2 separate regions of the Mus musculus genome follow, and region 1 is linked to region 2. Evidence: chromatin contacts called from public promoter capture Hi-C data. All regions are on one chromosome and are shown on one strand. Each heading gives the region's core, a stretch centred on a gene start, on an enhancer-like site or on the middle of the called end of the contact. The rest is flanking DNA. Distances are from core to core; before and after follow the strand shown.

Region 1 (6,985 bases), core at 236-2,735, 37 kb before region 2:
TTGATTTCACACCCAAGGTGTGGCTTTGGATCTCTCCTAGAGGCCTTGGATCAGCTCAGGTGTTGTAAACTGTAGACAGAAAAGCAATATCCATACATATGAAAAGTTCAAAATACTATGTTCACATGACTGAGAACTGCTCAAGGACACGGGCCCCATCTGGTCATTAACACTCATCTGACCCCCACACCAACCCAAGACAGGACTTCACTGTGTAGCCCTGGCTCTCCTGGAACTCACTTTGTAGATCAGGCTGGCATCAAACTCAGAGATCTGCCTGGCTCTGCCTCCCAAGTGCTGGGATTAAAGGCATGGGCCACCACTGTCCAGCCATTAATAACCATCGTATACCTCTAAACATACTTAATATATCTCTTTATGAATCTATGAAGAATTCTCAAGACTCCTAGCTCCACACTTGTTAAGGAAGAACTCCCACACATAGAAAACTGCAAGTACATAAACACTTTTTAGTTCTCAGTGACGTCATTTCATTGAAATGTAGCTAACGTCTCTGGATGGAGTATTTGCTAGGCTTTTTCTAATGACTCTGACTGACATCACACTTTTCCTTGGGTTTGGGTAGCAAGGTTTCACGTAACCTAGGCTGGCGTTGAATGTTGCTATGGATGACCCTGATCTCCTGAGCATATTGTTTCCAGCTTAAGTTGGGAATTTTGATTATCAGAAAAAAACTACAAAACCAAACGACTCAAAGCAAGAAGCCTTCTTATTGGTTTCAGGAATCAAAGCCAGGGCTTCCTACATGAGAAACATGTGCTAGACCCTAGCCTTAAAACATCTTAAGATGCTACATAAAAATGTTAATCTTTAACCTTATATGGGCTGTTACAGAAAATCATGAAACCCTTCATTGTTAATGTTAGATAAAATCAAGTAAGCAGAAAGATTAAATATTAACTTTCACCTTTTTGGCTATTTGTCATATTACTTGCTCTTTGGTCATTTTATTTTATTTTTTTTTTCAGGTTTTGTGATTTTACTCAAACATAAAACATGCACATAAGCCGTCTATTCATTTTCTTCGCTGCGTAGCCTGGCGTTGGGATTGGTGACTCTGATGGCCAGCTGTGCTGCTCTTTCTACAATGGCTTTTCGGTTCTTAGAGGTCACCTTGTGAGCAATCTCAGCACAGTAAGATCTGTTGCACATCAGCAGCACCTCTAGCTCCTTGACATTGTGGACCAGGAACTTGCGGAAGCTGCTGGGCAGCGTGTGCTTGGTTTTCTTGTTGCTCCCGTAACCGATGTTGGGCATCAGGATCTGGCCCCTTCTCCGCACCCTGTGGTCGATGCCTCTGGGTTTCCGCCAGTTTCGCTTAATTTTCACATATCGGTCTGACTGGTGTCTGATGAACTTCTTGGTCCTCTTTTTGACGATCTTGGGCTTCACCAGAGGCCGGAGGGCAGCCATGATGCCGCAAAACAGATGGCAGCCACCTCGTAGGCAGCACCAAGGAAGAAGCTGGTCATTTTATTTTATTATGTTTTTGAAGACATTAAAAACCTTCTTGCATAACCTAACAGGTTACAGTGCAGAAATGGTTTGTGGAATCACCCTTTAAAACTGAATAGGACTGAAGAAAAGCAATTTCTCATTAAGAATCCTGATTTTATGAATCCCTGTGGATCTTTTGAAGTAAGATATAAATCAACAAACCTAATTATTTGTATTATGGAATTTATTTATACACACGCACTGCTCTAATACATGATGAAACATTTTAGATTTCACTAAGCAAACTGTCTTTTGATTAAAAAAAAAGCACAACTCACTCATACTGAGTAGTCATGTGCTAGTTATTCATGAATGTTGAGAATCTAAAGGGCTGATAGACCTGTCAGTTTACAGCTCAGTAAAACCTTCATGTTTCACGATGCTCTGATATGCGACACAAAGTACAGAGTCAAGTTCTTATCACACTAGGGCCTGAGACTTGGAGGGACAATTTCATGTGAGAGAATAACTACTAGATACCAACTCAGTAAAATGCCATTAGAATATTTTAGTGGGCTTAACTGAGTGTATGATTTGCATCTTAGAAGGTAATTGTAAATTAAGTCTTGGAACAAAACATGTCACACACCTTTAGTTTATGTGACAACACGTGCCACTGCCTTGTTATTCTCTCTGCTGATTTAAGTCTCTGTCCCTTTCCTTTTAGGCAATCTCATTTCTAGAACACACACAGAGATGTAGGTTCAGCTCCAGCAGCTGTGATTGGACAGTTGTGGCGGGGGGGGGGGGGTTCAGGAGCAACACACAGTTCCTAGGAAAAAATTTTTAATTTCTGACCTCATTCACCCCTCCCAGCTATTACTTCCTTTCAGTTTTTATATTTTTTTGTTTAGGAGAAGCTAGTTAAATTACATTTAACCTAGCATACTTTGAGTCTTGGAAGATACAAGTCAGGGAATAATGATGCTTTGACAAATTTTACTGATGGCTGCTTTTTCAAAAACAAGCAAATAAACAGCAAAAATATCAACCCACCGAATCTAAAATCATTCAGCTCAGACTTCAATCCCATCCTTTTGGAGGCTGAGAACAGATCACTAATTTACTGAAAGCCTTTCAGACTCTATTCTAAAGACTCCAGACTCAGTGACTACTCGCTGAAGACTTAAGTGAGTACCAAGCTGCTGGGAAGTAGTATGGGCTAAGGTGGCTCACAGGGCAGCAGGGGCAGAGGGGCTGTTCGCTTCTTGCCTCACTCATCCCTGACCATCCCTGTCCAGGGCTGGTCCAACGGAAGCAGGCGTCTCCCACCTGTGTGTACTCCATGGCTGAGCTGCTGGGCTGCCGTGTGGGCGGAGGACATACATAGCTACACCTGCTCATCTCTCCTCTAAGCTTATAGCTTCAAACTGAAGCTGGAGTCAATGGAAACAAAGCTTTCATGTTTTCTGCTTCTACGAGGTCTTTGTAATATCCAAAACCCAAGAGACGGAAAGAAAACAATAGGACCAAAATTCAGTATCATTTAAAAATTAATCTAGGATATTAAGAACTCTCTGGCTTAGCCCCAACCTTTTTAAATCTGAAATTTAACTGTTGATTTGTCCCATTTCTGTGCCCAGTAATGCGTAGTTCACATGATGTTGGCAAACTTATCGTATCATATCGAAATACAAAACTGGCTGCGCATTCATCATTATGTTTTATCCTAAGACATGAAAACCCCATGCGAATCTGCTTTACACTGTTTTGTTTATCAGTGCTATAAAGGTCAAACTCAGGATGGTGAACACAGTAGACAAGTGTTCTACTCTGGCCCACCCCCCCCCCCCTCAAATAACACTTGTGTGTAGAGAGCTTGTCTATAAAAATATGCTCAAGGGCAGAAAGAATCTGGAAATTAGTTAAGCGAGCAAATCATATAGGAGGAATTTTGCTTTTCTTTGATGTATGTTGAAGCCTAAAATCTGAGATGCCCCCATTGTACAACACTGTACACTGACAATACACATTTTTCTCTCATTTTGACTGATAATTAGTAAATAACTCATCTCAAAATTAGTAAAGTCAGAGCTAAAAGGCAAACTCAAAATCAAAGCTCAAAGTCACTTCAAATATGCTGTCCCAATTCTGTACTTTTAACCATAAAATATAAATAACAATTATTTAGACTATGAGTCATCTCCTAGTAGTTACTAGAGATTGATATTACATAAAATTCATGTCTTTCTCATAGCAAGTGTTTTATAGTAAAATATAAATGATACTCATTAAATATACTTAAAAGCAAACAACTCCTTCCTTATCTTAAAACTTGGTGAATGTCTACTAGAGAAGAAAGGAGAGCATTCCAGTAGGAAAAGATGAGAGAGAAATGCAGGTTGTGTTTCTGAAATTGACAGATGGATGGATGGAAGGAAGGAAAGAAGGAAGGAAGGGAGGGAGGGAGGGAGGGAGGGAAGGAGGGAGGGAGGGAAGGAGGGAGGGACAAGGAGGTAAGACAAATGCCTTCTTAATCCTGCAAATGTGCTACTCTGCGGAGAAATGCCATCATCTCCACCTCCACCATCTGGTCCAGAGGGAATATTAGGAGCAGTAAGAAATCAACAATTATGTAGCAAACTTTCCTTCAGCTAACGTTTAACTGCATGTGGTCCTCCGTGGGCCGAGACACTGTTGAGTCTTTTTTGTGCTTGTCACAGCAAGCAGCAGTGGTGTGGACACGGATAATGATACCACTCGGCTCTAGGATGTGACCACTGCACTTCCACACAGCAAAGGTAACTTTAAATCCTGCTCTGCTTTCTAACAATACCAGCACTAAAAGGTCTTTCTTTCTCTTTTTAGCAAACAGATCTAGTAAGAGCTTTCCTACCGCTTCCACCTGCTGGAAGCGTTACTTTGTCACGCTGGCCTAGCGAGCACTACATTGTTACAGATTCTTATTAAAGTTTTCACGAGTAACTTACATTCCATTCCAGCATCTTCCATGCTAAAACCCCTTCTCGGATGTGCTGCAACATATCTGCATGTCTCCCTCTTCTTGCTCTGTGTCCCACAGCCGGGCAAACACCAAACGGTCAGGCTAAGATTCTTTTTCCAGCTCGAGGTACACTCGGGAGAGAGTGAAAGGGTGACAAGACCTCTCTCCAACCCGGCAGCCTGGTTTGAAACGGCAGTCCTGATCACTGAACCAAGTAAAACTTCTGTTCAAAAGAGTCAGTGAAGCTCACAGGAGCGTGGGAGGCCTCTCCTGGTTAAAAAATGCCCGTGAAGACACCCCAGTCTCAGGGACTCACTGGCTGGGGCCCCCAAACAGGCTGTGAATGAAGCACACACTAGGAGATGAAATTGCCCTGCTGCATCTACTGTCCTCCTTTTTCTCCAGGCTCTTTTGCCTTTTGGCTTGGGGGTCCCACAACAACACATTTAGATCCTCCAAGTGCCCCACTAAGCGTTGCTGAAGCAGAAGCAACCATAGGCGTGCATTCAGACTCGGTCATGCAGGGACCCCTCTGTTCTTTTTCCTCTCAGCTGCTGAGGACGAGTCACCGAGACACAGCAGGAAGTAAAGGCTTTGACTTGCTTTAGCAGGTTCTAAGAAACGATAAGTCTTCAAGGGGGAGGGCCAGGGCCACACGGTACAAACATTGAAACTCGAGAAATTATTTCTTCTCTGGAAGCTGCCACTTTGTTAGTTGGGAGTCACGCGGAACTCTGGGCTCGGTGTCTCGCCACCATGATGTTTTATCTTTAAGAGGGGGTTCTCCCCTTTTCTTTTAAGATGGTATTGTAATTACAATATTTCCCTTTTGTCCCTCCAAAGACTTCCACGCTTCCATATTCTTTTCCCTGCTCCCCTTTAAATTCATGGCCACTGTTCTATTAATTTGTATTCCACATGTAAACAGGCGGAGCCCATTTAATGCTACTTGTTTGTATTTTTTTCATGGCTGACCATTGGCACTGGACAAGTTGGCGTGCTCTCTCCTTGGGAGGGCCACCTCGCCGCTCATTCTCAGTTTTACTCGGTTATTTTTATTTGTGTGTGTGTGTGTGTGTGTGTGTGTGTGTGTGTGTGTGTGTGAGAGAGAGAGAGAACATACTACCCGCAGGCAGACGCCTACAGACACAGAAGAGTCAGTCTACCTGTGTACAGGTGGTTGTAAGCTGCTCAGTGCAGGTTCTGGAAACTCAACTCCAGTCCTCTGCAAGAGCTGTATGGACTCTCAACCACTGAACCATGTATTAAGCCTGGTTTATTTTTTGTTTTTTTGAGACAGCAGCTCACTATGTAGTCAAGGCTGGACTGGGATTGAGCTTGCTATGTAGCCCAGGCTCACCTTAAACTCATGAAATTCCTACTTACGTTGATTCAGTGCTGGGATTATAGGTTTGAACCACGATTCTGTGCTTTAAAGGGCTTTTGTGTAGAGTCACAATAGAAGTCTTATTACAGATATGGCGTGAGGTCCAGAAATCTTTGATTAAAGCCAATTAACCTAATGAATTTAAGTTAACTACAAGCCCAACTTCAAACAGAAGACTCAGGTTTTTAGAAGAGATGAAACCATTCTCAGTGACCTTGAGTGGCCCCAGTGAGAGGCTGGACACCATAGCTTCCAAGATAGCTGAGGCTCAAGCGCCCACTGAAGCCTTTATGAAGCCATGGAAGGAGCTAAGGGGTGTGAGCTTCAGCCAGGACACCCCACACCCTCAGCACTCACCGCCACCGCTGCTGGGCCGCCCTCGTCCCAGCTCCTGACACTATGCAAACAGTTTGCATGGCGTAGACAAGTTGTCTGATGCAGGGTTTTACAACCCTGGTGCCACTGATCTTTAGCCTGGAAAACTCCTGTTATACATAGCAGTTCAAACTTTATGATGGTCTGTTTGATGTCAAGTGTTATTCTGAGAACTTTACACAAGTGGGCTGATCTGACATCACAACAATTACTTTATTATGCCAATTCTGCAGATGGAGTTCCTGGGCAGCAGAGGTAGACACCCAGTGAAGCTAGTCTTAAGTCTATAGATCTGATCAATTTCTGGTCAAACATCCCATGGAAAAATTGTATCTGTACTGATCATCGTTGCTTAAACAGTGCAGCCTAACAGCTATTCATATTGCATTGGGTATTATAGGAAATGTAGAAATGGTTTAGAGTATAGGGAAAGATGTGTGTGAAGTATACGGGAACAGTTACTAAGGAAAGGACTGAAGATTTTGAGTGTGGGAGCACTGGGGTTCTCCTCAGTGGGGACTGGAAAGTTCCTCTAACAGTCAGTCTTTCTGTAACTCTTACTCCATGCTCTGGGACAGCATGTACTCTTGACGTGAAGAGAGGCAGAGCACCCAGGAAGCACTTAGGCCAGAATGGCCTGCTGAGACATGACTGGTACCACAAGGAGAGACCAAAGGGAAGGACAGGGAGGACATTGTGTGGGCACAGCGCTCCACTCTTTCCCGAGAACAACAGTGTTTTAACTGAACGGTGATGCATTC
Region 2 (6,146 bases), core at 263-2,762:
GGCTGCTGACCACCTTGGAGGGGTCTCACTGAGAGCAGCCTGCTCGGACTCAGCTGTCAACCCATGAGCAACTGAAGAAATATCCCCCCTCTACAGCAACACTGAGTTTCTGAGGTCACTGGGCATTCCGACAGAAACCCCGACAACAAACAGAAATCATCTGCAGTGATAATACTCTTTTCAAGAATGGAAGAAAAACTTACTTTTGGGTTTAAAGTACACAGTTTCCATTATATTTAGCAAAAGCAACATGGTTCATTTTGGAGCTAGGAACAAAGCGTCAGTGGCTAGAGCCACACTATGGAAAATTTGATAATGTCGGTGATAGAAAATTTGCCAGTGACAGAATATAAGACCCAAACAGCTCATAAAAATAAACAGATAGGTACCTCTTCTGCTAGAGAGAACAGCTTGCAGGAAGACGCCTACAGGATGCTGGAAAATTTAAGTGCAATCCTAAAAGCCCTTCTTCAAAGATGCATGAGAGTGGCTATGAGACAACACCTCGGAAGGACATCCATGGGATTGAAGCCTGAGCAGCTGCTGCCATGTCATCAGCACAAGGGGACACTCAAGGCTCAGACCTCTGTGTTCTGTAGCCAGCATGTCTGAAGTGGCACAGAGTACTCAGCAGCAGCAGTCAGAAGCGAGACCTCATGCTGCTCCCTCTCCCTGGCTGCCCAAGTTTGCCTGCCTGCCTTCCTTCTCCCTCAGCATCTGAGTAGAAGGAACCTGGAAGCATGCTCATCTTCTGCCCGTGGGGAGGGAGCTCTGGAAAAAAAATCACTTTACCTAATCCGTCCTTTTTACAGAGAAGCTCATTTCACTGAAGTAAACAGAAATGATCCGACGTGGCTACAGGAAAGTGAGGGTACTGTTCCTTTAAACCCCTTGAAGCCAAATTTATTCCCCCACGAGGTCAGAGTCACTGGCCCCTGTTTAAATGAAGGAGTGAATATTAAAGACCTTTATACTAGGAAAATAGTTTGGGTCTTAAAAAGTAAGCTGACCTGAAATAGACCAAACCTACAAAATTTATTTCCACTCCATCAGACTCCATACCCCGAGGGTGTGCGAGCGTGACCAGCAAGCTGTGTTAGGTCACGAATACTCGAGAAGCAGGCATTGCGCGTGCAGTTCGGAACCCGTGCGATAATCAATGTAAGAACAGTGCTGGATCCGGCTCCAGTGAGGGGTAGGGCTGATGCATACCTTTGGGTCTTCTGGCATTTCCACTCTTCTGCAGCTCATCTTCCTCATTAATGGTGAATAGAGCAAGGGGAATTGTCCTTGCAGGAGTCTTCTTCAGTCTCTCTTGTCGGATCGCTGTAGCTGACCCAGGCATAACGCTGCTACTTGTTCGGCAATTATATTAAATATATATGCTTATGTAATTGCAGCTCCCAGAAGCTGCTAGCTCCTAAGCTGCCTGTTCATTTGAGCACTTGTAATAGATCCCCTATGGGTAAACAGTGAGAACAGCTGACAGATACTACCAGCTACTTGGCAACTGAGGTCCTGCTGCTGCCCCTCACCTAGCAGCAGCCCCCTCCCACTTATTCCCCCCAATAGGCACAGGCGCTGGTGAGTAAACACTCTCGCACATGCACACACGCGCACGCGCGCACACACCCATTTCAGAAGGCCTCTATTAAAGGCACGCAGGTTCCGATGCCTCCCTTGGACTGCCTAGCCTTGGTCAATCAGAGCCAGCTTTCCCAGTCTTCTTTTTGCTACCGCACAGCAAAACATTCAGCATGCAGCGGAGGGCAAAAGATGACATGATGCCTGCTGTGAACAGTTGCCCTGACAACCCTGACATAGCCTAATGAAGGAGGCTGGGAGCAGTTCCAGCTGCCCTGGGATGCAGTCCTCAGAACCCACCAGCAGAGGCTTAGCTGCACAGGGCAGCTCCCTCCTCCTCTGGGTGGCAGAGCTGAGCGGCGGAATGGTGGAGCAGGAGAAACGGGTTCGTCTGCAGGAGCAGCAGCTAATTCTTCAGGACAGGAGAGGGGTTTCCTTCTCCCCCTCCCTCGTGGTCTATTACAGTAAGTAAAGATAAGGCAGGCATCCCGCCGCCGCTGCCTCACTCTCCTGACACAAACACCCATGTTTGTATAGGCTGAGCCTTGGTGGCATCTGTCCTGATGTATGGGGCTTCGAATTCATTTTCAATGTGTTCTCAACTCATGTATAAACTCTCTCAAGATACACTGTTCGCTTCGTTCATGAGGCCCACCAGCACAATACCGAAACCCTCCAAGGAGACCAGAAATTGGAGACTGCCTCTTTCAACTAAAAACACTTTCTCTGAAAGTCAGGCTGAAAGGACAGAGACAAAGCCAAAGAGGGGAGTCCCAGCTGCCTGCCACTGCATGACAGCTCTCCTTATCCCAATGCCCGGGCGTCTGCCAAACAGGTCTCGGCTAGTCACCCAGTTTCGGTTCTTTAGGACTATTCTCTCAGAAGCATGCAGCCGCCGTATGATTTTTGTTTCGTTCTGAAGTAAGTTTGCTCATTTTAAGACTTTCCATTTTTATGTTGCTTCAAATTTGTACAGTAATTTTTTTTTAATCAATAGTTTTTATAGCAACAAATAACAATTCAAAAATGCTAATTGCTAAATGAAGGAAAAAAAAGTTATTTTCTTTTGGCCTTTAATCCAAATTAAATCTAATGTCAAAGGCAATCCTTCCCCCTAAACGACTCTCCTACACACTGTCAAAGATTCTAACTCCGCATATGTGTGGGACCTGGGGTCCCATGCCAAGGTGCCCCCTGAGAAATCACACCATGTAACAGGCCTTTGGGGGAAGGGAGGGGAGTAAGGATCTGGAGAAGGGGTGGAGGCAGACAGACTAGAGGAAAGTCATGAGGGCAGAGAAGTGGGGGACAGAGGATGACAGGAAGAGATGCCAGCAGACTGGCTGGGAAATCAAAAAGTCCTTTTTATAAAAGTCACCTGGTGAGCCACCTGCACTTGGGAGCAGGTGATGAAGTGAGTCATTGCTAGGTCCCTGAAGGAGTCTAGTGGCATCGCCTGTAAGCTAACATGTCTTTTGTATGAAACAAACTTCGGCTAGTGTACTTTACTCTTCTTAGTGGCCCAGTTTTCTCTGGACAGCTGGGTGATGACTATTTTATCAGGTTGAGGGTAAGGGTTAAACAAATACAGTGCTCATAAGAGGTGGCTGATAAATAAAAGGTTACCACATCTACAGCACACCCACTGTAACCAGCACAGTGTTTTGCATTTATCTTCAAGGTGTTTTCTTCTCTACTATAAACCCTCTTGAGACACACCGTTTTCATTCATTTGCACCTCCCTGCCCAGTGCTGGGTATAATGGCTAGCAAACCCCACGGAAATGGACAAATTCTCAAAAACCCTTCCCTCCAAAGGCTTGTGATTTAACTAAGTGAGTGCACATTTAGATCCAGACTGGTGGCTTGAAAGAAGGCCAGGAGAATTGTGTTAGCCTATGTGCTACTGGGTTAGGCAAACACAGACTGTGGTTCCCTTACTTCCAGGGTGAGTTCACAAGGCCTCACAGCAAAGCAAAGGCTTTGGAGTTTAATTCATCCACATTGACAACAGATTTCCCCAAGAAGCTTCATGTGCCGGGGCTTAGGGAAGAGCAGTGAAGCGACAGGACACGGGACCCAAGTCATTATCCACCATGCCCAGCTGGTGACTCGGTTTCTTTTGTGTCCATGTCAGTAGGCAATCCCCCAACGACAGAGTGGATTCTTCACTCTCTAGCCTGAGAGACCATGAAATATGGTTTATATCTGTGTGAAAATCACCTAAGTGAAGGCGTTTGCTTTAACACGATAAGCTATTTTTGACAACCTTTACTGGAAGGAGTGAAACCCTGAATGAAGGGCCAGAAGTCAGCTCTAAAGAAGCCATGAGTCCAAGTGTCCAACGATAGAGCAAGAACCCCCGACTGGAAACATGCTCAGCTTTACCACAGCAGAGGCTGTGCTAGGCCCTTTGGAAATGTCACAGTGAGTGTCAGAATAGCACTGAGCCTTTCGAGGCCAGCCTGGTCTACAAAGTGAGCTCCAGGACAGCCAGGGCTATACAGAGAAACCCTGTCTCGAAACCCCCCCCCCCCAAAAAAAAAGAATAGCACTGAGCCACCACCACCTGACTGACAGGAAATGGGCACAGAAAGGCCAAAGTCAAGTAGCCAGCTGGGTCACCTGCCTTAGGCCTCAAGACGCATTTGTCCTGGGGCTTTATGAATCCTGACTGCTGCCAAGCTCTGTCAAGCTATGATTATCATGGAGAGGGAAGCAGCCCAATATCAACTAATGATAAAACTGAGTTGTCCTACCCACGAAGCACACAACTTCCCATTTTCCTACTATTGCCCACGGAACCTCCTCTCAGCCTGAGGTTGATTTCTTTAATGCTCCAATCCAATATTTGATATAGGTGTTTTTGCTCTTACATAGACCTAAGAATATCGAGACTTGGTCTCCTTTCATTGAGGACACACATTTGATGCCAGTTTTCTTTTTGGTATATGTGGTTGTGGTATATTCATATGCTCATTAATGTGGATGTGTGTGGAGGTCAAAGGTTGCCATGAAAATGCCTTCAACCACCGTCCACCTTATGTTTGAGACAGGGTCTCCCTGAACCTGCAACTCACCATTGCAGTTACACTGGTTAGCCAGAGACTCCCTGGGATCTGCCTGTCTCCATGCTCTCACTAATGGGGTTAAAGACGGGCTGCCAATGGCCAGCTCTTATGTGCATTTTGGTGTTTGAACTCAGGTCCTCATGCTTGCACAAGGAGGGCTTTGTCTGGTGAATCATCTCTCCAGTCTGAGATGAGTTTCGTAACTGCCTCAATGCAGCCTTTAATGGATGGGATATAGAAGTTTACTCTTGCACAATTTCAGGGTTGCTCTCCCAAGGGCAGGAGGGAACTGGGTAACTACTGCTTAGTTTCAGACCAGACAAGGTGCATATTTTACCTATCAAAGCTGACCTGGCCTCCAGGTTCCCCAGCATCCCGCCGGTCCTATCTGGTATACCCTGCCCCCAACCCTTCCCTCAGAGGCTCTTCTCTATATAATCCACACATTCGGGTCTTTCTTGTCTCTCTGTTTCTATCTCTGCCCTCTCTTTCTCCCCACTTTCCTGGCCTCCTTCCATGGGCTCAGTGAACTCACCCACCTGAGAGTAGCTTCCCTAAAAACCTGCGTTTAATATAACCTAATCTGTCTTGAATTGACTCACTTCACTGGTGGAGAAACGTACCAACTACCACCTTCACTCCAACCCCTTTGGCCTTCACACTCTGATTCTCAGCAAAGGCAAATGAGAGAAGGGGGATGGCGAGGCCTTAAATTTAAATACTCAAAGTAAACCGGGCACCACTCTGACCCTCCCCGCAGCCAGTCCCTTTTAATTGGAGACAGGATCTTGCTCTGTAGCTGAGGCTGGCCTGGTGCTTGCTTGCATCACAAGTTGGCCTAGATCTCTAAGCTCCTCCTGCACCAGTTGCCCAATGCTATACAGGGGCTGGTCACGTGCACCCGGCACCTACGCACACATGACCACGTGGGGATCACAACCATGCTTCCCAGGTTTGTGTGCTGCACGGACAGCAGCAGAGCCCACGGATGCACTCAGGAAATCTGCCTAATCGGTGAGAAGTATAGCTACAACTTCCCTTTCTAAAAGCCCACTGAGCTTCATAAAATCGTGTTGCAGGCAGAGAAAGCCTAATTTGGGCTATTCGAGGACTCTAGTTAAAAACAGAAATTAAGACCACTGGGCTGAGCGGCAGCCGCTGGTAAATTACAAGTTCTACATGTGTGCTGCTTACTTTTCAATAGAGCCCAGAAATAGCAAAATTCTTTCCAATATTGCTTTATTATTAAATAAAGGTGACTGATCCTTGAAAACTACCAGACTTTGTGATTTTAAAAATATTTGATATATTCTCCAAGGTAAGCAGTAATTTACTTCCAGCAGGGGTCTTTAGAAATCCACACTTGAATGCAAGTATAAAACCTTATATGGCGTGAAAGTAGCAAGGCTAGCTAGAGCAGGCTGACATGGGATCAAGTCACCTCTGAGGAACAAAGGGGCCCAACTGGTTCTTTGCCATTTCATCCTTGAAG

Evidence for each region. Capture Hi-C pulls out chosen DNA fragments and counts their contacts.
Region 1: a promoter capture Hi-C map of pancreatic islet shows a contact between it and region 2. The contact joins the promoter of Rpl32l here to the promoter of Map7 in region 2. A contact is called at or near these places in 1 of 15 datasets of contacts at CTCF or cohesin (CD8 T cells), 8 of 484 Hi-C or Micro-C datasets (the AtT-20 cell line, Sertoli cells, cerebral cortex and 4 more), 5 of 115 datasets of contacts at active chromatin or transcription factors (double positive thymocytes, embryonic stem cells, kidney and 1 more) and 3 of 9 other capture datasets (adipose tissue, liver and pancreatic islet).

Annotation. Positions count from the first base shown.
Region 1 is chr10:20,202,939-20,209,923 of GRCm38.p6, reverse strand. It overlaps Rpl32l (ribosomal protein L32-like), which reads right to left and starts at 1,485. Exons shown (of 1, transcript NM_001101561.2): 1 at 894-1,485. The coding sequence starts at 1,434. The coding sequence ends at 1,033. The region is part of intron 1 of Map7 (microtubule-associated protein 7); the gene reads right to left.
Region 2 is chr10:20,166,388-20,172,533 of GRCm38.p6, reverse strand. It overlaps Map7 (microtubule-associated protein 7), which reads right to left and starts at 1,512. Exons shown (of 18, transcript NM_001358787.1): 1 at 1,213-1,512. The coding sequence starts at 1,345. Gm51795 (a long non-coding RNA gene) reads left to right here. Exons shown (of 2, transcript XR_003948992.1): 2 at 1-1,289.